2 separate regions of the Oryctolagus cuniculus genome follow, and region 2 is linked to region 1. The links are chromatin contacts, called in public Hi-C maps. All regions are on one chromosome and are shown on one strand. Each heading gives the region's core, a stretch centred on a gene start, on an enhancer-like site or on the middle of the called end of the contact. The rest is flanking DNA. Distances are from core to core; before and after follow the strand shown. Region 1 holds the start of SYT9 (synaptotagmin 9). Region 2 holds the start of OR2D3 (olfactory receptor family 2 subfamily D member 3).

Evidence for each region. A called contact is a pair of places that touch in the nucleus more often than the background predicts.
Region 2: a contact with region 1 is called in a Hi-C map of an unstated tissue, with 4 times the contacts expected there. The contact joins the promoter of OR2D3 here to the promoter of SYT9 in region 1. A contact is called at or near these places in 4 of 6 Hi-C or Micro-C datasets (ear pinna, embryonic fibroblasts, skin fibroblasts and 1 more).

The regions. Positions count from the first base shown.
Region 1 is chr1:59,412,340-59,415,039 of mOryCun1.1, reverse strand. It overlaps SYT9 (synaptotagmin 9), which reads left to right and starts at 1,419. Exons shown (of 14, transcript XM_070074132.1): 1 at 1,419-2,700.
Region 2 is chr1:59,554,354-59,557,056 of mOryCun1.1, reverse strand. It overlaps OR2D3 (olfactory receptor family 2 subfamily D member 3), which reads left to right and starts at 1,379. Exons shown (of 6, transcript XM_070060222.1): 1 at 1,379-1,434; 2 at 2,240-2,295; 3 at 2,298-2,339; 4 at 2,342-2,412; 5 at 2,414-2,516; 6 at 2,519-2,703. The coding sequence starts at 1,379.

The sequences.
Region 1 (2,700 bases), core at 170-2,669:
AGCATGAGATTGGTTCTTAACACTCAATGTTAAAAAGCAAAAAAAAAAAAAAAAAAAAAAATAGAAACAGCCTACCTGCAATTGATCAACTGAGACTTATCCTTAAAATGAAGTTCAATGTAGAAGCTAATGTGAATCAACCAGATCCACATGTGTCAGCATGGGTAAATATCAAAATATTTGGTGAAAAATATAAATTGCATTAATACAGTTATACTTTAAAAATAACTAAATACAAGTGGAGTGAGACATTAAAAAATCAGGATATTTAGCCTAAGGAGGAAATGAAGGAGCTGGGATAAGTGGGCTTTAGCTGAATTTGATGTTTTATTTCTTTAAAAGTATCATCTTAAGCAAAAAGGCCAAGCGCTTAAATTTCTGTGGTTTGGACATTGACATTTCTTACTATTAGTTCAAAATATTTAATACAAATTTTAATATTAAAAAGTTGGGCATAGCACCCAGGATATAATAAGTACTGAAAAAATACTAGTACTTATTATGAAACTTTAATTTGCAACACAATTAACAGTGGTCTTCCCTCCCTGCTTTGTTCTCTCATCAATATGGGTGACTCCTCGTTCTGTTTGAGTTTCTAGAACCTTCCTTTTTTTAGACTGTGTTCACAGCTAGCTCACCTTAACCTCAGGGGTAGAACTTGCATATTGGAGCAGCAAATCTTAGAGGAAATTGCAGTTTTTCCCTTTATATTCATTTTGAAGCATAATAATGGTGAAAAATCTCCAAATAACAGAAAAGCTGTTTCTGAGTAGCAACCTCCTGAATCTTGAAATTGTTAGTAAATTTTTTTTTTTTTTTTTGAGAGAGAGAGAGAGAGAGAGGTCTTTCATCCGTTGGGTCATTCCCCAAATGACCCCAATGACCAGAGCTGAGCTAATTCGAAGCCAGAAGCCAAGAGCTTCTTCCGGGTTTCCCAGCCGGGTGCAGGGGCCCAAGGACTTTGGCCATCTTCTACGGCTTTCCCAAGTGGAGCAGCTGGGACTCAAACCGGCGCCCATATGGGATGCTGGCACTGCATGCTACGGCTTTAACCCACTGTGCCACAGCACCAGCCCCAAAACTATTAGTAATTTTAAAAGAACAAATGACGTATAAATATTTAGAAATAAAGACATATGCAGTTTAGATGAGTTTGAGAGATTATAGGATGCAAAGGCTATATATTTCTTAGACATATATAATACAACAGCCCCAACATTTCTTTACTGCGAATTAATGTATTAAAGCTATCTTTGTATGCAAGAAGTCTAGTCAATTGGCAACTCTTTGTAATTACTTTCATAATGATGAGAGAGAAGGCATATCACATTTCTCAGGACTTATCATTTGGGTAAAATTTAAGCAATGAGCATCCTTTTTTTTTTTTTTTTTTTTTTTTTTTGACAGAGTGGATAGTGAGAGAGAGACAGAGAGAAAGGTCTTCCTTTGCCGTTGGTTCACCCTCCAATGGCCACCATGGCCAGCGCACCGCGCCTATCCGAAGGCAGGAGCCAGGAGCTAGGTGCTTCTCCTGGTCTCCCATGGGGTGCAGGGCCCAAGCACTTGGGCCATCCTCCACTGCACTCCTGGGCCACAGCAGAGAGCTGGCCTGGAAGAGGGGCAACCAGGACAGAATCTGGTGCCCCGACTGGGACTAGAACCCGGTGTGCGGGCACCGCAAGGTGGAGGATTAGCCTATCAAGCCGCGGTGCTGGCCAGCAATGAGCATCTTAACCAAAATCTTTGTATGTTCGATCTTGAGACTTTCTCAGCCTGCTCCTGAGAACCCATATCCTTCACATTTCTTATGTCCAGATGGTTCCAGGACCATCCAAACTCTCCGCAGGGCAACTGACAGCGTCACTGAATATTTCCCTACCAGGTGAGGCCTGACCATCTGCCATTTCTAATCACAACCTGTTTTACTGCTGTAGCTGCGGAGGATATCCAGAGCTGGAGGTATAATTCCATTTTCCTAATAGGGAAATTCCTTTACCTCCTTCCCCTGCCTTAGGCCAGGTGAGATGGGGAAGACTTTTCTGCCTGTATCCTATCTAAGTGGACCCTTTTTATCAGTTTTTAGTCTTTAGGCTTATGTGGTTCCCAAGTTGCCTACTTGTTTGCCTTATGTTAAAGGTATAACTCCTCTTCCTCCACAGAAATTTTATTTGGTACAGTTACTATGATCTCATAAATATTTTCCTCTGTGGGGCATTTTTAAGAACTCAACAGAATCACATGGTGTTTTTACTGTGCACGTGTGGAATCTAGTAATAGTAGGAATTCCTTTCAGAATCTGCATGGTCTATTTGTGAATAAGGTGATTCCAAAGCTAATTTCTCTCACAGTGTAGCACTTCAAAGAACCATTTAAAATGATTCTGAGTAAATATTTTGTAGATGTCTTTGAATATGGTTATCAAATGCAAAAAATTAACTCTAGGGTAATCATAGCAATGATGACCTTATTGAATGCATCTTGCTATTGTTTTTGTTAAAATGCTCATGGAGAATGAAAAACTAGGAGATCTATTATGAAATTTTTAGAGAAAACAAGAAATAAAGAAGCTTCCCTGTAATGTGTAAAGGCTCCTTAATATAGTAGGGAATTTTTTGGTTATGCATGTAAACCCTCATTCTGTTACTTACGTAGCTTAGACAATTTTCTTAAACTTTTTTCTTTAAATATTTATTTATTTGA
Region 2 (2,703 bases), core at 130-2,629, 140 kb before region 1:
CTCAGTGTACTAAAGTATTTCCCTATGTTTTCTTCTAGTAATTTTGAAGTTTAAAGTCTCACATTTATACCTCTAATCCATTTTAAGTTGATTTCCACACGTGGTTGAAGATAAAGGTCTAGTTTCCTTCTTCTGCATGTGGATATCCAATTTTACCAGCACCACATTTATTGAAAACAGTTCTTTTCCCGATGCATATTCTTAGCACCTTTGTCAAAGATCAGTCAGCTTCTTGGGTTTCTATTCTGCTCCGTTGGTCCACGTGTCTGTGTTTACGCCAACACAACACTGTTTTAATTATGTAGCTTAGCAATACATTTTGAAGTCCAGCGATGTGATGCGTTCTGCTTTGTGCTTTTTTGCTCAAAATTGCTTTGGCTATTCATGTTCTTTTGTGTTCACATATACATATTGCTAGTGTCTTCTATATATGTGAAAAATACCTTTGGTATCTTGATAGGGGATCGCATTGAATCTGTATATGACTTTAGCTAGTTTGAAAATTTTAAGTATATTGATTCTTCCAATACTTAAACATGGTAGATCTTTGACTTCTTTGTATCCTCTTCAATTTCTTTTTCTTCAATGATTTACAGCCTTCATTGTAGAGAACTTTCATCTCTTTGGTCAAACTTTGGAAAGTTTCCTTTTATTGTCTCTTTGAATATGCTTTTAACCCCTTTGTCATTCTTGAGTTCCTCCTGACCCCTAATAATTTGAATGTTTGCTCTTTTCCCTCCATCTCAAATTACCTGTAAACTCTCACCATTCCTTGACTGGGTATTTTCAAAAAGCTTGAACTGATTCCTTCTTCCAATTCATCTATTCTACTATTGATGCCTTCTATTGCATCTTTAATTTTGCTAAGTGTCATTTTCAGTTGAAGGTTTCCTGTTTGATTTTCTTTAATAGTTTCCATTTCTCTATCAAGACTCTATGTTAGAGCATTAAATCATTTCTCTGTGTACTTTAGAAGTTTCTTGAGTTTCCTTAAAAAATGTTATTTTGATGTCTTCATCCAAGCATTGAAATACATAAAACTAGAGATGAAAAGGGAAACATTAAGATTCATACCATAGAGATGCAAAGTACTGTTAGTGATTACTACGAACAATTATGTGGCAAAAAAATTGGTAACTTAGAAGAAATGGACAAATTCTTGGATGCACTTTACTAAGATTGAATCATGAAGCAATAGAATAAAGAGATCAGTAGTAGTTAGCAAGATTGATGACATTTGACCTTTCTGGTCTTGATAGTTGTACTCTAATATGGGATGTGAACATACCAAGTGGCATCTTAACCCCTATGCCAAACACTTGAGCTTCCTGGAAGTTCCTGATGTTTGTTGATGTTGACATCATGTGTGCATTGAAAGATGGGTTATGATACTCTGGCTTTGTTTGTGGCTGTCTTTCCAGAAATTCTAAGCAGGTGATCTCTGAGCCTATGGACACTTCTGCTATTTCACCACTAGATGGTGGCCTAAATCAATGTTTGCATCAGGTCTGCTCAGTGTGTTTTCACCAGTTGTGTTCCACAAGCACTTATTTGTCACAAAATTAATGAGTGTTTCAGAATGAACTATGGAAGTATCTAAAAATTATCTAAAATACTCATCCCTAAAACCTCTTCCAGGGGCTTGGATAAGCCTAAGTGTTTAGTCCTATGACACAATAATACATAATACATAAAATACATAGTACATAAAACTCATAGCCCTCCAAGACCTGTGTAACCTGCGGGGTAGGAACAAAGCCAGCCCTGCTAAGGCCTGTCTGCTCCTGAGCTGGACTTACCACCTGATGCCACTCTTACCAGCCATTGGTGATTCTAGCTAGGATATAGAGCTGCTCAAATGGGGCCTCAGAATTCCATTTGGCACACAGATCCAATGCCTCTGTCTGCATCACTGACTTGGGCACAAGCATCTGTTAGGATCTTCTCAGTGTTGGTTTTTCCTGAACGACATTGAATCCCAAAACATTCTTCTGGTTCTTTGCTGTCTTCCAAGGTTGAAGGAAGGATGACAGAGATCCTCAGTCTCCCAGACTGGCACTAGGTGGGTCATATCTGGGTCTCAAGTCATCACCCTGTGCAACCTTGCAGTGTGTGTCAGGCCAGTGTGCGGCTGGCAGTGATACAAGCTGAAACAAGCCAATCCCACCAGGGTACAAGTCTCCATCCAATACTGGGGAAACTCTCTATGCCAAACAGATAAATGGGCATACATCTCTAGGGGAGAAAGAAACCAAACCTGTGTACAAGAGTTTATCTTCCTGGGCCTCTCATCAGATTGCAGACCCAGATTCTACTATTTATTCTCTTCCTCATCATTTATTGTTGACTCCGCTTGGAAACCTATTCATCATTGTTCTCACCTCCATGGATTCTCAACTCTTTTTTCTAAGAAACCTTTTTTCTAAGAAACCTCTCTTACACAGATATCTGTATTTCTACCAGCAATGTCCCTCAAGTGTTTGTTCACCTCCTGGTAAAAGTGAAAACAGTCTCCATTTTGTCTTCCTTCTACTTGGGAGTACAGAGTGTGCACTGCTGGCAGTGATGTCCTATGACTGGTATGTGGCTGTCTGCAAGCCCCTGCACTACTCCACCATCATGACACATTGGGTGTGTGCCCAGCTGGCTGTTGGGTCCTGCACTATTAGGGCACTAGTGTCTCTGGTAGATACCACCTTTACT